4 separate regions of the Mus musculus genome follow, and all the other regions are linked to region 1. The links are chromatin contacts, called in public ChIA-PET, Hi-C and HiChIP or PLAC-seq maps. All regions are on one chromosome and are shown on one strand. Each heading gives the region's core, a stretch centred on a gene start, on an enhancer-like site or on the middle of the called end of the contact. The rest is flanking DNA. Distances are from core to core; before and after follow the strand shown. Region 1 holds the start of Rcan3 (regulator of calcineurin 3). Region 2 has its middle 29 kb from the start of Gm42327. Region 3 holds the start of Fuca1 (fucosidase, alpha-L- 1, tissue). Region 4 holds the start of Rsrp1 (arginine/serine rich protein 1).

Evidence for each region. A called contact is a pair of places that touch in the nucleus more often than the background predicts. ChIA-PET counts read pairs in DNA pulled down with a chosen protein or histone mark. HiChIP or PLAC-seq counts read pairs in DNA pulled down with a chosen protein or histone mark.
Region 2: a Hi-C map of Th1 cells shows a contact between it and region 1, with 5 times the contacts expected there. The contact joins the enhancer-like site here to the promoter of Rcan3 in region 1. A contact is called at or near these places in 2 of 484 Hi-C or Micro-C datasets (CD8 T cells and Th1 cells) and 2 of 115 datasets of contacts at active chromatin or transcription factors (effector CD8 T cells and pancreatic cancer cells).
Region 3: an H3K4me3 HiChIP or PLAC-seq map of bone marrow-derived macrophages shows a contact between it and region 1, with 3 times the contacts expected there. The contact joins the promoter of Fuca1 here to the promoter of Rcan3 in region 1. A contact is called at or near these places in 7 of 39 promoter capture datasets (the 3T3-L1 cell line, 3T3-L1-derived adipocytes, the C10 cell line and 3 more) and 2 of 115 datasets of contacts at active chromatin or transcription factors (bone marrow-derived macrophages and effector CD8 T cells).
Region 4: an RNA polymerase II ChIA-PET map of memory CD8 T cells shows a contact between it and region 1, with 161 read pairs. The contact joins the promoter of Rsrp1 here to the promoter of Rcan3 in region 1. A contact is called at or near these places in 13 of 39 promoter capture datasets (the 3T3-L1 cell line, 3T3-L1-derived adipocytes, the C10 cell line and 8 more), 2 of 484 Hi-C or Micro-C datasets (CD4 T cells and regulatory T cells), 16 of 115 datasets of contacts at active chromatin or transcription factors (DN3 thymocytes, the SCID.adh cell line, T-cell acute lymphoblastic leukemia and 12 more) and 1 of 9 other capture datasets (liver).

Annotation. Positions count from the first base shown.
Region 1 is chr4:135,431,673-135,436,165 of GRCm38.p6, reverse strand. Rcan3 (regulator of calcineurin 3) reads left to right here and starts at 2,361. Exons shown (of 5, transcript NM_022980.4): 1 at 2,361-2,554.
Region 2 is chr4:135,077,645-135,082,284 of GRCm38.p6, reverse strand. No RefSeq gene overlaps it. Among named protein-coding and RNA genes, the nearest start is that of Gm42327, 29 kb to the right of the region's middle. Within about 2 kb of position 1,939, at least 108 of the 459 cell types and tissues checked have an H3K27ac peak or open chromatin away from gene starts, as enhancers often do. A contact at or near this core is called in CD8 T cells, Th1 cells and effector CD8 T cells, where this site is marked.
Region 3 is chr4:135,918,245-135,922,587 of GRCm38.p6, reverse strand. Fuca1 (fucosidase, alpha-L- 1, tissue) reads right to left here and starts at 1,862. Exons shown (of 8, transcript NM_024243.4): 1 at 1,438-1,862. The coding sequence starts at 1,784. Cnr2 (cannabinoid receptor 2 (macrophage)) reads right to left here. Exons shown (of 2, transcript NM_009924.4): 2 at 2,369-4,343.
Region 4 is chr4:134,921,489-134,925,563 of GRCm38.p6, reverse strand. Rsrp1 (arginine/serine rich protein 1) reads right to left here and starts at 1,939. Exons shown (of 5, transcript NM_023665.3): 1 at 1,797-1,939; 2 at 1,082-1,689; 3 at 132-271. The coding sequence starts at 1,637.

The DNA of each region.
Region 1 (4,493 bases), core at 1,112-3,611:
GCGACATAACCAAACCTACACCAGTGAGATACTGGGTGTAACTTTTGCTGTCAGCATGGAGGAAGAAAACAGTTAAGAGATAGAGAGAAAGGGGGACGAGCCAGTGGTGTAGCTTGAGCCCCTGGGTCCAGCCATTCCTGAAGCCTCAGGCTTTCCTGTTAGGTCATCCAGCGTGCACATCCTCCAGTGTGCTTTATTTTATGTGTTGGACTACAAGGAGAGAGGTTGGGGGTGAGGATTGAGGGGAGGAGGATGGAGAGAGGAGAGAGAATGGCCAGTAAGACTTGGAAAGATAGGGTTCTGTCTGTCTACATGTCAATGTGCCCCTGTGGTCACTAATTGGGCAATGCCCCCTCCCATCTGACTACCTACAGAAGCCCTCCTCAGGCACTTGTACCACCTTCTCTCTCTACTTGCCAGCACATCACTGGTACATGTAACCTTTCACAACCACTGTCTCCTCTCTCTTGGTAGGCTCCTTGATCTTATGAGCTCAACCCCCAGCACAGGGCCTTCATAACCATTGGGAAATAATAACCAATGCAAGCTGGAGCCAGGCTTTTAACTTAGAATGGCTCCAAGCCCTTCCTAAGGCTCCCGGAGCTCATTCATTCCTGAGCAGGGGTAGAGAATGCAGCAGTTCCCACACACACTGACTTAGAACTCCATCATGTGTGTGCTACATATACACGTCTGTGTATGTGTGCACAAATCTGCATGTACACACATACACATGCATACTTGTGTGCTTGTGCACATATGACTGTGGGGGTAAGAAGCTGGCCACATTTACTCTTTATTGCATATTTTGAGACGCAATTTCTCACTGAACCCAGTATTTAGCCAACTGAGTCACCTCAGAAACTGAGTTCAGAGAATCTTTCTTTCTTTTTTTTTAAGATTTATTTATTTATTATTATATGTAAGTACACTGTAGCTGTCTTCAGACACTCCAGAAGAGGGAGTCAGATCTCATTACAGATGGTTGTGAGCCACCGTGTGGTTGCTGAGATTTGAACTCAGGATCTTTGGAAGAGCAGTCAGTGCTCTTAACCATCTAGCCATCTCACCAGCCCAAGGGGAAACATTTCTATGCTTCTTGATGTGAGTATAGAAGTCACTCTCCATAATTCTTTGATGAAAAAGTGAAGAACTTGACGTGTTAAGTCAAGTTTAATCAGGAGCCTCAGGGTGGAAAGCTGCAGAAACTTCCTAAAGCAAAAGGGATACAACACTGTGATCCTGTGGGGGACACTATGGGAGTCACTCTGACGAGGATGCTATGCCCTGCATTTTGTGCCCATGACTCTCACCGAGTGACAACACTGTGTCCTTAGTTTTGACCCCCTTGTTTCATTTGTCCTATGAAGGGTCTTGCGTAAATGACAAAAGCTGATTTTCTATTTATTATTTGTTTATTATTCAGAAGGGCAGCCGTGTGGAAGTCAGAGAACACTTGCAGGAGTTCTCTCCTTCCATCACGTGCGTCCGGGGTTGGGAGCAAGGACCCTCAGAACTGAGCCATACGGCCTGGATAGCAGAGCAGAATCCTTCTAGCGGGAGCTGAGAGTTCTCCAGCTCTGTACCGTTCATCCAGTTTGTGAGCTGGAAGAGGGCACAGCTCCCTGACAGGCTGGTCTCAGCAACAGCAATTAAAATTAAAATGCCAGCCAGCCTCGGCGCTACTACTAGCCTAAACCCTGACCTAGACATAATTAATGTTCCATTATCTCCAAGGGAGATAAGCAAGACTGTGTGGAAAGGCAAACGCAAATATCATTAATATTGTACATCTGTGCTGGGTGCAATGGAGGGAGGGATGGGGCGCGCGCAGTCACACACCTGGTGACACCCATAGCACAGCCACGTCGCCATCGCCTCTACTGGGCGACGGGAGCTGCGGGGCGAGGTCGGGCACATCCGGCTGCCAGGTTCCTAGAAGGCTACCCCGGGTTAAGCTCACAGGAACCCGCCCCGAGAAGGTTCCTAGTATCCCGGCTAGCTGTTCCTGTCACTGTCACGTGAGGTCAGCAAAAAGAGAGAGAAAATGTTTCTTGGGGGCGGCGGATACCAAGGGGACATCAAAAGTCCCGTTCTGGAGGTCAAGGAAAGCCTCTGCCTTAAGAGTGCCGGCCCAGGGGGGGTGGGAAAAAAAAAAAAAAAGAGTGCCGGCCCAAGTCCCTCAAAGCCAGTGCCAGCCAGCCAAGAGGAGCAGGCGAATGCGCGCGCGCAGAACCCACCCCCGCCCCCAGAGCCCCGCCCACCACTCGGCGACTCCCGCCCACCCAGCTGTCAGCCCCGCCCTCCTGTCTGTGCGCCGGCGCAGCGCGCCCCCTGGGCGCGAGGAACCCAGGGAGGGCGCGAGGCGCGCGGGCCCGGGAGCGCGCGCGACGCTGGCAACCTCGCTCAGCCCTAGGTCACCGCCCGTGTCGCCGGCTGAGGCGGCCGCTGCGGCCCGCGTTGAGGGCGTGGTGGCTCCGGGTGGTGAGGGTCTGTCCGCCCCAGGCCGCGCTCGTGGGCATCCCCCCTCGGGCCTCTCCCCTCGAGCGCACAGGTGAGTCTCCCCTTCGCAGGGCGGGGCCGGGTCGCGGCCGCTCGGAACAGGTTTGCAGCAGCTCTGGGTGATGGATCCCCAGGATCCCTGAAAGTTAAAGCAGCCTCAGCTAGAGCAGCAGCTGCCCAGATCCTCCAGGAACCCCCTAGACGTTGCTAAGGACCAACCGCCTGATGCCCAGGATCTCCCCCAGCAGCTTCGGGGTAACGTCCTGCAAAACAACCCTCGCCCCCAGGTCCTTTCTCCTCCACCAGCAATTTCTCCACCCGCAGTTCGACTTTTTGAAAGATGTCAGGCCCAACCTGGCCCCCCCCTCCCGGAGGGCAGGGAAGGTGTGGCTAGTAAAACCCTCCTGGCAGCAGGTGGAAGCCCCACTCCCCTCTCTCCTCCCCTCCCCCAGGATGCAGGAATCCTCGTGCTTCTCTGCTTCCCTGGCATCTGGAAACTTGTCCGCTTCCTCTTGAACCCTTCAATAGCTGTCTGTTTCCAGGTTGTGGGGTTCCAGCTTCCGTGCGAAATCTCATCATCTCCTCTGGGGATTAAGATTCTAGCGGCTCACGTCCATGTTTCAGATTCAAACTAGGATTATGTAGAGTGATGTTTTATTGTAGGGTTTAAAACCAAATATATATATATTCGCGTCCCAATATTGAAGGCTATCTAGGACAATACATTTACTTGAACTTTTCGTAGAAGTCTCTCATCTACTAGTTGGCCAGAGAAGTAATTGACCATCTGTAGCTATGATTAGTGATTACTTTAAAATGTTATTTTAAGAACTGGGTGTGGCACACGTTTATAATATTAGCAAGTGGGAGACTAGTCTGGACTACATAATACGGTCCTGCCCAACAAAACAAAATAAAACCTATCTTAACACAATGCCATTACCTCTAGTCCAATATATCAATATGTAGTCCTATGAGATGGCTCAGCTGGTACAGACAGACACACTTACTGCAAAGCCTGACAGTTGGAGTTCCCGGATCCCGGGGATCAACATGGCAGGAGGAGAGAATCAGCTTTTGCAAGTTGTCCTTTGACTAATACCTGAGTGTTGCTGAGGCCACAGTCAAACACACATATAAACATTCAATAAATATATGTTAACAAAATAGTGTGCCGGGGGCGGGGGATGTCCACTGTTAAGAGCACCTACTGCTCTTGCACAGAACTGGGCTCTGAGTCCTAGCACCCGTATGTAACTTCAGTTCCAGGTGATCCCACCCCTCCTCTGACCTCTGAGGGCTTATGCACACACCTGATGCATGTACACAAACTCAGAAGTAAGTAAAAGGGCAGAATTTGAGGAATATATTAAGTCTCAGAGTCTGGGTGTTTATGCAGCATGCACAGTTGTTCATTTTGATGGGGATTTCACGTTAGCGTTCAGTTATACATTGGATGTGGGAGGATTATGAAAAAGATGAAATCAGTATCCTGTTACTCTTCACTGCAGCTTTCCAATTTGCTTCATTGGCAGCCAGTTTCCAAGAGAGGAGCTTTTAGTGTTTTGGGGGAACACAGATTTGATTTTTTTTTTTTTAACTATTCAATCATGCTATATTTTAAGGTTTTAAAACCTTGGAGTGCTCACTAACCCACGAGAAGCAATGCTGCATGATGTTACAGGAAGTGTGGGTCCAAAGGGGGGGTGGGCAGGCATGAAGATACTATAACTTAGAGCTCCAGACCTGCCACCCAGCTCCAAAAACCTACACAAAGCTCAGCCTGGCCTAGAGTGATGTAGTTCAATGGTAAAGCCCTTGACCGGCATGCTGGAGATGCCAGGTTCAATCCTCAATATGAAAACAGAGAAACAGAAAAACCCTCTCGCCATTGAGCTGCAGTAGCAGTGCCCTGAAGAGAACCGGCTCTGCTCGGGTGTCTGAGTTACATGCAGCAAACGGAATGGAGTCAGCTACTCTCCACAGCCTTG
Region 2 (4,640 bases), core at 690-3,189, 350 kb after region 1:
AACCACCCCCTGTACCTGCTCCCTGACTCATGCAGTTAGCCACTCTCTGCACCTACTGCCTCTTGTGTAGAAGATAGCATGACATCTCTAAAGACAGTGCCCCCACCCCCGACACCAGGCAGAGGCAGAGGGTGTACCCCTGGTTTTGGCACCCTGAGCTACTAGGCAATCTGTCACAAGTTGACAGAGCCTGGGTTCAGCTGGATGCTGCACTGGGCACACAAGCAACCCAACCCATGAGCTCCGTGTTGTTCCCCAAGTGACATAGAGAAACGTCACCAAGTGCTTCCACGCCCCAAAATAGCTGGGGTCATTGAGAGAGAAAGAGAGAGACAGAGACAGAGAGACAGAGAGAGTGAGTGCCAGAGAGAGTGAGAGAGATAGACAGACACAAAAACAGAGAGGCAGACAAATAGACAGAGGTGAGAGGGAGCAAACATGGGAGACTGTTGCATTTGAATGCCTCCCTTTGCCCCATGATAACCAGGTTCCTACTTTTGGCCTGTAGCCTGAGGAGACGGGGATCTGCTAGCCTGGACCACAGGGATGCCACACAGTGCCAGCAGTGTCCTGAGCACAGTGTCACAAGTGCTCCGTGGTGGCTTAGCAGATGGCCACTACTCATCTGTCCTGTGGGACAGCAGAAATGCGCAGGCTTCATCCACACTGTCCCTCGACCATGTGCCACCTCTGAAGGCCTCCTGTATGGGGCCCTGTGTGTGTGTGTGGGGGGGGAGGGCAGCAGGAGAGCTGGTGTCCCTGAGCTGCTGACTGACAGCCACCAACAGTCACCCACCTCAACCTCTCACAGCCCACTGGAGCCTCGGGAGCTGTCCGGTAACTTGAGGAACTGTATAAGGTGGAGGAGGCTGGGCCTCCTTACTCTGGACTGTTCTTCCAAACCTAGAGGCCCAAATAGGTAGCACAAAAATCTGGGCTCAGCCTGGCTCCTGCTGAGAATATATATTATACATTATATCATATATTATATATTTTACTTTATTATATTACATGTTACACATTATTATACATGATACATGATTATACGTGATATATCATATAGCACACATGACATATTACATATTAAATACCATATTATAAATTACATGTTATACATTATATATTTATATTATGTTTTAATCTCTCAGGTATGATAATATCTTCTTAATCTAGAGTCTGTCTCCCACAAGGGATTCAGTTTGTTTGTTGAGTGAATGCTTGACACCTATGCACTGGTCAGGACATAGAATCACACAGTAGTCTACCTAGATCCCCACTGGCATGCTGTGTGACTGGGCAAGTCATGGCCTGCTGTGAATCCTGACTCAGATGGTCACCAAGGCCTGCACTGGTGAGCTGCTGACAGCCCTTAGGGGCTTTGTAATCTTCCTGACTGGGAGGGCACATGACTGTTCTCCCACATATCTGAGGGCCTGTCTGTCCTCTGAGACCTGATGACCCTAGCTGCCCCGACACTCAAGACATTTATTCACACCCACAGGGAAGGGCTTTTGCCAGCCTGCGGTGGCCCCAGCCTGAAGCCTGGGCTGTGGGAGGAGCAGGAGAAAAGCTTCGCCCAGCGCTGTGGATGAGGGACGGGTGCGCATCTCCTGTTTCTTAGAACCATGCGCAGCTGGGGTGAGCTCATTTACGGGAAAGGGAGATGGGGGGCTCTATTCACACCCAGCCCTGCTGGGGGGCAGCAAGTGCGTCAGCCGCCCAGCTTCGAGCCTGCCTCCGGAAACGCCGCCCAGGGAGCAGTCACGAATGGGCTGGGTGAGGGGGGAGCTGAGCCTGGTGTGTGTGTGTGTGTGTGTGTGTGTGTGTGTGTGTGTGTGTGTGTGTGTGTGTGTCAGGTGACAACCAGAAGGCCCAGCAAGGCCTGAAGGCTGCTTATGGTGCACAGAGAGGTCAACTTCCCCCTTTCCGGAGTCACCCCACTCCTGCTGCTGGCTGGAGGTCTGTCCAGCTGTCTATGTGTCCAGCTGCTGCCTCCAGGTTTCTACACATCTGCACGGTCCCCAGGAGGTTGCGTTCCAGTCTACACAAGTTATTGGGCTTGATGGTCAGGACAGGGTCTAAAGTGAGACCCTGGTGGACTGGCAAAGCGCCCTGGCTCCCCACTCCACCCACCACCTCCTCCAAGGCTTGGTGCAGCTATTTAAAGCCAGCGGTGGCCCGTGGGAAACTTCTTCAGATGTGTGGTTTTGTCTTCTCTAGCTAGTGCAAGGGCCCGCTCGCTCGCTCACTCGCTCGCTCTCGAGGCGGGTGACTCACTGGCAGTGAGAAAAGCCTTTTTGTTGTTTGATGCCTGCCGGAGGCTCTACTGCTTGAGAACCAAGCCTGCTGGGGCCTTCCCCTACAGGGACTCCTGAAAGGCTTGGGGAGTGCCCAGAGTGGCTCCTTTGTCCCACGGGAGCCCTGGGCTCCCGGTGCTCAAGGGCTTGGCTGTTCTGCCCAAGCTGGAACCACTGTCTGTTCGGGGAGTGGGGGTGAAACACAGCCTCACACTTCATCTCCAGGAAGCCCCCCTCAACCTCTCCAGGACTTCAGGCAATCTCCACATTCCTGACTTTGGGTTCAGATGTGTGGATATGTATGCGGATCATCTGGGAGCACCTGGCATACAGCTGGTGCTCAATAAAAGCTTTGGGGATTAGAGAGGCGGATGAGATTTAATGAGTGTTTACTTTGTGTAGAACATGTCATGGGACTAATCCCACTGAGGGGCTGTGGGTGAAGCCCAGTGGTACATAAGGCCTTGGGTTCCATCCACAGCACCACAAAAACAAACAAACAAACAAACAAACAAACCTCCCCCCAAACTTCCTGCCTGTGAAGAGTTCCACTGGACAGGTCCACGGAACAGTCTTAGACATCTTCCGTTTTATATTTGAGGACACTGAGGCAGTGTATATTTTCTTATAGTGAGGAACATCATAGCAGGACTTGAACCCAGGACAGGCAGTCAGGCTAGCCATGCACTCGGAGCCTCCATGTAAGTTTCTTCCACTCTGGATCCTCCCCACCTCATTTGTATGTCCCCAAGTTTGAGACCTCAAGAATTCACTTCCCCTGGCAGGTGCCTGCTCTTCTCTGCATGCCCACTGCTATCACTACCATAGAAGTTCACACATTTCTGCCCGGGTCCCTGACCCAACCGAAATGTTTTCAGAATAGAAACCAGCCCTGCCTCCCTCCCGCCCCCAAGTGTCCCAAGCACCTGGGCAAACACAATAGCTAGCACCCAAGATTGTAGGCTGAGCAGGTCCCACCAGAAAAGTAACCAGAGGGTGGTCTCAGGGACATTTTCTAGAAACTTCTCTGTCACAATACAGACATCCCTGTGGTCACCGTCAAGGGAATCAGTCTGCTGACTGGTAAGGATTTTAAGGTGACAGCAAAGACCCAGAGGAGCTTTTCAGAGGACCTGCTTCTCTGGACAGCAGGTAACCACCGTTCTATGGACTCAGAGGTGTTGCCAACATTATAGCCCCAGAGCATCATGGGAACATGGGGGAGGGGACTCTGGGCTCTGCTGTGCTTAGCCATTGGCAATGGATAGGGCTAGTGTGGCCCTGAGAAAGGCATACTGAGCTCCATTCTTGAGGGTCAAGGGGTCACCAGGGCCAGAGCAGGACAGTGCTCACCCCAGAGTGGCAGGGGAGTCATGGAGAGGTTCCAGGGAAGTGGTGACCTAGTGAGTCTTGGGCCTGAGATTGAGACTGAGGCAGCAGAGGTTGAGGGTGGGCCATAGCCGTAGAGTTGGTGCACGGCAGGATTCCAGCCCTGAGTGGCTGCTTCTTTGGTGCCAACCCTGAGAGCGTTCTCATTGCTCTTCTTGTCGCTCTACTGAAACCCCTGGCAAGCCATCCAAGGTGACAGCGGTTTGCTCTGGCTCATGGCATCTGTGGGTTTCCATCTATCATGTCAGGGGAAGACGTGGTGGCTGGGGCAGTTCACTCCAAGATGCAGGAGCTCGTGGATCCAGAAGATCTTATCTTCTAGCCTGCCTCACCACCTCCTAAAACATAGCCACCAGCTGCAGACCAACACATGATCCTGTGAGAGACGGTTCACATTCACACGGCAACATTCCAGCCACGGCCCCAGAGGGTCACAGCCATCGCAGAATGCAAAACACACCCAGTCTGGCATTTACTATCTTAGAGCCTTCGAAGTCCCAACACAATTCATAAGACCACAGTCTCATTGATGGACACAGATCAATATGATCCCAACCCCCCGTGAGGCCACCGAAGTCTAAAACCACTTCTGAGACTCACACTTAGCTGTAAGACCCTGCAAAATGAAAAAGCAAGTTACAGGGGCTGGAGAGATGGCTCCGTGGTTAAGAGCACCTGTCGCTCTTACAGAGGGCCTGAGCTGGGTTCCCAGGATCCACATAGTGGTTCACAACCATCTGTAACTCCAGTTAAATTACAGGGAATCTGATGCCCTCTTCTGCCCTCCGTAGGCACCAGGCACATGTGCAGTATACATATATACGTGCAGGCAAAAATAATTAAATTACATACTTCTAGTGTTCAGTGACATGGAGAGGAATGAAGAAGGAAAAAACAGATCCTGACAAGTCCCTAAGCCAGCAAGGCTAACGCCAAACTCCACAGCTCCGTGTA
Region 3 (4,343 bases), core at 613-3,112, 490 kb before region 1:
TATTTGTTTATTTATATTACTTATATGTATGAGTACATCATAGCTGTCTTCAGACACACCAGAAAGAGGGCATCAAATCCCATTACAGATGGTTGTTGTGAGCCACCATGTGGTTGCTGGGAATTGAACTCAGGACCTTTGGAAGAACAGTCAGTGCTCTTAACCGCTGAGCCATTTCTCCAGCCCCCATCTGCTTGTTTTCTTAACCAAGATTGTGAAACTGCCTGTCATTTAAGGTGACAAAGGCTCAAATATCTAGGACTGAAAAAAAAAATGTGTTGAGATAATCAGTCCATTCAATATATCACTTACTTTTATAGGAAAAGATAGCATGTTACATGAGATTTTACCACTAGCTGGTGTAGGGGCCCCTGAACTTCATCAGTCCTTCCTGCAATACATCTCTTTCCCCTTTCAAAAAGTCCTTCTGAAATATAAAATCCCTTCCCACTCAACAAGCAAATAACCACGCCCTCTGGGTATGGCTTGCAGAGCCTGGGCACACCTGTCCCATGAGCTTTCTGGAGCTTTCACTTCCAGATCATAGACCTGCAGTCTAGGACACCAGGCTCCTTCCTCTCCTTCCTCTCTCTGGGCTAGTTACCTCGTCCATTAAACAGGAAGTCTGGAAAAAGGCTGGAGTTCAACTTTGTAAATTACGGCTCTCAAGATGGCAAGATGACAGATTTCTGTTCCCTCAGGCCTTTTACTTGGCGAAAATACTAAGTGCCAGCTATACACAGCCTTTCCCTTCGGGGGAGAAAACCTAACGTCCCGAGGGAATAAAAAGTCGGAGTTTGGCAGAAAATCAATGAAGAGAGCGGAGGACTACACTAAGCCAGGAGCGGGAGGCTGCCCTCACAGTGGCCAAATCCCGCGTCCAAAGTCAGCCAATATTTTCTCTGGCTTAGAGGGCTCTCAAAACGCACTTCCTCTGCAGGGCTTTGCCCAAACAACCCCCTTCCTCCTCTGAGTTCTACTATAAGCAAGTGAGAAGTGAGGGAGACCCCAACAAAGAGCAACCCCAAACTTCCATCCTTCCTTCTTCCTTTAGAGGCACAGGGCTACAAGGAAGTCAGGCGGCGCTTTTTTATAAGCTTCCACGGACGGACGCTACCCGTAGCCTAAGGGGACTGGTCAGATCTACAACTCAGGGCCACCGACGGGAATCTGGGCTGTGTTCTGGACCTTTCAAACGAGACACCGATGTAGCCTGATTCTAGTCTCTCTCCGCACAGGTGTACCACCCAGTGCTTTCCCGCCTTAATTTTATTTTATTTTATTTTATTTATTTATTTTTTTAACTGATCCTCAGCTGGATTCTCGTCTTTAGCGTCCTTCCTCCGAGATGCAGAACGTAGGGTCCTGGACCTTCCGAGGTCAGGCAGCGCCGGCTATGGCCTGCCTGCTCCCGCCTCGCGCCCGTCCCGCACTCACTTGGCCCCGGCAGCCTGAAAGAGTTCGGCCCACTGATCCGGGTGGAAGAAGCGCGCTGTGAACTGCGGTGCGAAGTCGGCGTAGCTGAAGCCGGGCGGGTAGTTTTCTGTCATGAAGCGCTGGTAGGCCGGCATCCGATCGCCCTGCCAGTGCCACCAGAACCATTCACTGCCCCAGGCGGGCACCGAGAACACCCCCCAGTGCACGAACACCCCGAACTTGGCCTCATCGAACCAGCTCGGCAGTGGCCGCGAGTCCAAGCTCTGCCAGTCCGGAGTGAAGCGGCGCGGAGCCAGGGCCACTGCCTGGGCCGCAGCCACTAGCAGCAGCAGCAGCAGCAGCAGCATCCCAGAGTCCACAGCCCACCACTCAAGTTCAGCTCCTACATCCTTGCTTCCGGGCCCGCACCGCCCCCCTCTTAACACGCAAGCGCCGGCGAGTAGCCCCGCCTCTCAGAGTAACGATTGGCTTGGAAGGAGAGGGGGTGGGGTCAGGCTTGCGGCTCTGGAGCGCCCTCTGGCATTGGAAGGGAGAAAGACTTAAGGCGGCGTTGCTGGTTCTGCTCTATTGAATTTAAATTCCGTAGACTCGCCTAAGGATTTAATTGCCGGATTCCCCGCAAGTGAGAAAGACCCAAGGTGTGGGGAAAACTGGGAGAAGTCCACGTTGTTGCACCAATCTTCAGGGGAAGGCTGAAGCCAGGTCGTTTTATTTAGTGACTATTTAGGAGCCGCGGGTTCTCTGTGCTATACCTCCAGCCAGCAGGTGGAGTTTAGCAGATTGGAGAGTTGCCGAAGAGATTGAGAAATAACAAGGTTAGAAGGAGCTTTATGCGGAGGGAGAGAAATGGCTGCTGAAAGATTAAGGGCAGACGTGGTTATTTTAGTCTATCTTTTGTCCGTTGAACTTAACAAGAACTCCGAGGAACTTAAACATTTTTTTAAAAAAAGATTTATTTACTTATTTTATGTATATGAGTACACCATCGCTCTCTTCAAACATACCAGAAGAGGGCATCAGATTCCATTACAGATGGTTGTGAGCCACCATGTGGTTGCTGGGAATTGAACTCAGGACCTCTGGAAAAGCAGTCTGTGCTCTTAACCACTAAGCCATCTCTCCAGCCCTAGACATTTTAATTTAATTTAGAATTGTAACTTAAATTTATTTTGAGGTAAGGGGGTCTCAACTAGCTCAGGCTGGCTTCGAACTTACAGCTACAGTAACTTTGCATTCCTGATCTTCCTGCTTGTACCTCAGGAGTGCTGGGATTACAGGTAGGGGATGGCACTGCCATTCCTGGTTTTAGGTAGTACTGACCTTTGAACCCAGAGATTTGCTCTTGCAGATGCAGCACTCTACTGACTGAGCTACACCTCAAAAACTTTGAGGGTCTCTCAGAGAGCTTAGTTAGCATCTAACTGAAGAAAACCTGACTCAGGAGTACAACACTTGCTTGGTACACCGGAAGGCCGGAGCTTCAGTCTGGCACCGCTAAACAAGCATGCCTGACCCACACACAGGGGACCACTGAGGCATGAGGGACCAGAAAAATTGAGAGCCAAGAGAACCCTCTTGCCCTGGGAAAATCTCTAAAACTCATATGGCCAGTCACCCAATTCCTCTACAGTCAGCACACGCCCAATGGTATATGGTGTGTGCCCATAACTTCAGGAAGTATGGGAGCCAGAAGTCACATGGTCCATATGGCACAAAGGTCTCCATGGTTGCAGAGATAACCACAGCATGTTAGAGCAATGAGAGGTTTTAATGGCCCTGGAGAGCATTGTTTTCCCCACCATTCCCAATTTACCGAGAAGGAAACCAAAGCAAGGTAAAGGGCGGGGGTTGATCAAGACCACATAAGTGTGGACCAAAGCTGGTGCAGGAATTCACAGCTGTGGAAACTGTATTCCCTCCTCCTCTGTCAGGCACCTTGGAGAGATCGGCTTATGTTGACAGAACCAAGCACTTCCTCCTTTGAGGAGTAATAAGGAAACACCGTGTCTTTTCTGTCTCTTCCTCCCCCAAGTTGATGTTGAAATACAGTCTAAATCACTAAGCGTGGGCGAATCGACTTCTTCCCCTGATCCTCCCAAACAGCGATTAGAATTTGCAGCAGCTTTTGATGCACAGAACTTGTCTTGGGAAGAATAAAATGAGACGCCGTTGACCTTCACAGAGAAAACAAACTGTCACCTTGCAGAAGCTTAGGAGAGGCTGTAGAGCCGAGTGGACCTCCTTGCTTTATTAGGGAGGCTGATTTTTCTTTGCACTGGACACCACCCTGTTAGTTCCTTTGGGCAATGGGGAAGTCCTGTCTGCGGGCCGGATCTTCTAAAAGCAAAAGTATTAAATGTTTAAGAGTTTTCCTTTCACTGTGTCTGTGGTCCCCAGTGCCACCTACCCCTCCTACCACCAGCAGCGCCTTGAACCTCCATCTGTTGGGACTGCAACCTTTACTGAAGGGCAAAGGCAGGCACCCAGAGACACAGCGTGGGGCTGTGGACCTAGGATGCCTGGTTTGCAGCAGGAAGTCTTCCCTCCCAACTCCTTCTGCTTATCCTTCAGGACCAGAGTGTGGAAGAGGCCAGTGGGGCTGAGTCAAGCATCACTGGGAACAGCCTAGGACCCAAAGAATCTGTGTGAATATCTTGCTTTGTACTGAAGCTAGGCAAGACTGGGATAGTGCTGTGTGAGACACAGCAAAATGTCACAAGGAATAGAGTTCTCTGAAGACTTTGTACCTCCAGTGAACCCAGCTTCCTCTGCGCCCCTAAGGACCTAAGGTCATAATGGCTTTCAAGGCTTATCAGGATGTCGGGAGGGCCCTTTCCCAACAACAGGATACCCTGAGCTGACAGCTCCTGACGCTGTCTGAAGGATGTAAGCGAACATCCTTGGTC
Region 4 (4,075 bases), core at 690-3,189, 510 kb after region 1:
TCCTGTGAGACAGGCTGATACTTGTCAGATTAAGGTTTTGTTCTGGACAAATGATATAAAGAACCCCAGGAGGGTTGTGTTCACTGGCAAAGGGTAATAAATGCTGGCAGCAGCTTCCTGAAGGCACTTACCTCCACCTTTGGCCCACTGCTGGAAACAGCTGTCCCCTGGCTTGCCTCCTTGGCTCGGAGACTTGCTGGCAAGTCGAAGTTGGCTGTTCCCAGAGCTTTTGCTGCGTTGGCTTTTGCTATTTCTAGTAGCTCCATTCGATCTAAGGGCATTAAGACATTCGTTATCCTCTACTAAGTACCTCTCCTAAAACAATGTTTTTCTCTTTATATGTAAAGCAATTCTAAAAAAAATCCCTTTATAGTGAGGAAAAAAACCCAACTTTCCTTAATTACCTCAACAAGTTAGTTTTGTTCTGACAAACAGCCCTATTTTGCCTTTTCTTTAAATGTTTATTTCTGTAAACTGAAGTGTTTGATAAACTTTATAGCACAGTTATCTAGACTACTAATCTTGATACAGAGTCTGCACACAAGCTCAAACTTACCTACTTTGTAACATCAAATTGCCATGTTACTTAACAGAAAGGCCAGTCAAAACCCATTTTTGAGTAAATCATGAAAAAAAAAAATGTGTTTTGACTTCACCCAGCTAGTAGGAAAGAGTGAGCCTCCTCTCTCTTGACCACCACAGCCATAAATGGACTTTAGTTCAGGTTACTGCACCGGTCACATCCGGCATGGACTTTACTCACAAGGTGAAAGGAAATACGTGAGAAACTATATTCTACCTAACTACTAACTAAACAAAAAACTCTCTCTCACTTCAAGAAATCTCAAAAGACTTCCAGCACCAAAACAAACGCAGGCCTAGATGTTAAGATGTCCTGGGCCTAATCTTACGAAATCCCAGCTAAACTGCTCAACCACATGACTCCCTGGCTGACTCACAGCGCGCTGAGGAAGTTAAACGCGGGGAGGAGCTGGGGAGGTGGCTCGGTGATAAGCGTCCAGAACTCAATCCCCAACACCACCCCCACCAAGGGCACAAACCTCAACCTGATAAAACGCACCTTTCTCACTCAGGCGAAATGGGGTTCTACTCCTGCTGCGCGACCTGGTTCTGGATCTTTCCCTCCACCTGGGGCGATCCTCGGGGTACACCGTCCGGCCGAAGCCGTAGTAGCGCCGCCCTCTAGTGATCGCGTAGTACGACCACCGGTGCTGCGACCTCCCGCGGGAGCGCGACCTGCTCCGGGAGCGGTAGGGCGACGGCGACTTGTAGTACCTCCGCGGCCGCTCGTAACGGCTGTCGCGGTGATAGCGGTGGCTGCGGGAGCGCGACCGGCTGCGTGAGTACGAGCGTGAGTAGCGCCTGTACTTGCGCTGGTGGCGCCTGCGGGACCGGGATCGGGACCGTCTGCTCCTCCGCGGCCGGCTGTGGCTGCGCGAGGACGAGCGGCTAGAGCTGCGGGAGTCGCGTCGGGAGCTGCGGGACGAAGAGCGGCTGCGGGAGCGCGACGACAGGCGGCTGGAGCGGCCCGAGCCCGAGGTGGACGGCGAGGCTTTCTCCTGCGGAGAGCCGGGCCACATGTCGTTCACGTATTTAGACATGGCGGCCGAGGACATGGCTCCCTTCTGAAAACGGAGATCGGTCCGCAAACGCAACGGCGTCTAGGAACTACAGAGAAAGTCAAGAGTCTATCATCCAGGTGGGGCGCGCAGTGCCCAGTGCGCGTGCGCGACACCCCAGGGCGAACCGGTCCCTGACCAAGCGGCCCCACTCACCTTAAACGGATGAAGAGCTCGCGAGGGCGAGAGAGGCCAAGCGGGCACCTTTCTCTGCGACCAGGAACCGAAGCGGGCGAGGTTCCCGATTCCAGCGACCGGAGAGCACAGGAACCTCCACTGCCAAAGTCCAGACTGGGACTGAGCTTAGTGGCGACGTCAGCATCGAAAATACTGGAAGCTGGCGCCGAGCATGCGCACAGACATCCGTGCGAAAGGGCGGGTCCCACTCTCGTCCAATCGCCAAGCGATGTTGGCTGCGCCTTGGAGACACGCATGCGCGTCAGTTGTCACTCCACCAACGGCCGCGCCTCCTCCCCATCCCCCACTCCCGCCCGCCTTCTACATCCGGGTATTTTGAGGATTTGTTTACTTCAGGGTTTTTTGTTTGTTTGTTTGTGGGGTCCTTGGCTGCTTTTGGATCTTGAGTTTTTTTTTGAGACAGGAGCTAGCTGTGTACCCCTGTCACGCCTCGAACTCGCGGCAATCCCCATGTCTCTGCTTCTCAGCTAGGGGGTCTGCGCCACCACGCCCAACTTTGTTTTTCTTTGTTTGGTTTGGTTTGGTTTAGTTTGGCTTCCTTTCCTGCTTTCGATTTTGAAATTCGGGAAAAGGAGAGGGTAGCAAAGAATTTAGCCGGCTCAAAAGCTGGATCAAGGACACAGAGGACAAGTCGGTTCCCGTGCCTCGGTCGTCCCCGGGTCATGTGTCGTCCCCTCCCTCCCCCAGCCGCTGCCCAGCTTCCCTTCTTGGCTCCTCCTATGGTGGAGATTGGGAGGGGTATCCCTGGACCCCGAAGATATAGTTTTAATTTAGAAAGGCTGCTTTAACGGCCTTGTTTGAGCTAATTAAGGTAATTTGAGGTCGAGACAGGAATTCCAACGACCACAGTTGACCTTTGAGGAGCAACAGTGATCCTTGATTGTGTGTGTGTGTGTGTGTGTGTGTGTGTGTGTGTGTGTGAGAGAGAGAGAGAGAGAGTAATTTGTGTGTACAGGATGCCACCGAAGACAGAGCCATTGTGGGCCACCAAGTATGGGGGTGTTGGGAACCCAGACTTTGTGCTAGGCAATGCAGCAAGTGCTCTTAATAGTAAGCCATTTCCTGAGCCCGATAGGTCTGTTCTAAGACAAGTGTGATTAGGACAGGACATTTAATCTTATTTCCAGGGCAAATTCCAAACACTCAATGTCATGAGGCATATCTGACCTTGAAAACTGTGGGTAAGTGAACAGCACTGAACGAAATAGCTATTTCAATATTGGGAGATGGTGTTCTTAGAAATTAGGCAGGGTTTTACAGAAGCTCTGGATTTTAGAGGGAGATGACAGAAATAAGGACTCTTTGTTCGTGCCTCCTTCCTCCTCCTTCCCCAATATACAGCGAAAGTGAAGAAATAAAAACCTTACTGTGGCCACCAGGATGGCTCAGCAATAAAGAATGCTTGTGGGACTGGTGAGATAGCTCAGTGGTTGAGAGCGCCGACTGTTCTTCCAAAGGTCCCAAGTTCAAGTCCCAGCGACCACATGGTGGCTCACAACCATCCATAATGAAATCTGATGCCCTCTTCTGGAGTGTCTGAGGACAGCTACAATGTACTTACATATAATAAATAAATAAATCTTTAAAAAAAGAAGAAAAAAATGCTTGTGGAGCACTACTGACAACCTGCAGTGGAGTGGAAGGAGAGAACTGACTTCCAAAAGTTGTTCTCTAACCTCCAGAAGCCCCCATCCCATCCCATCCACCAATGGTAAAAGTTCTCAAACTGCAGGAGCTGGAGAAACAATCAGCAGTAAAGAGCACTGACTCCCAGGACCCACAGGACGGACGGCTCACACCCATCTGGACCTCCAGTACCAGGATGAGCACCACTCACCAACACACATCCACACCGTACAGACCTGGGTATAGGCAGAAGGTAACAAGACCCCAGATCTCAGCCCAACTGACTCCATAAAGGAAGTGCCGTTCAGCCCATAAAACCCAGCACCTGGACAGGGATCTTATGTGCCAAAACAAAACCAAAAAGTCCTATCCAAGTCCATAGTACTTGGAGAGTCTATAAATGTACCAACCTTGCTTTTTGGTTTCTGGACTTCTGCTTCTGGCTAAGTGTTCTTATTAACTAAACTATATCAACCCGGGATATATAAAATTTTTTGTGTGTAAAAGATCACCCTGAGAAAGGCTCAGGGCTACTCTGGCATCCCAAACACCCAGTGGAGTCAATAAGCAGCAAATAAAGAATTTCTAACCTGGGCAGTGGTGGCGCATGC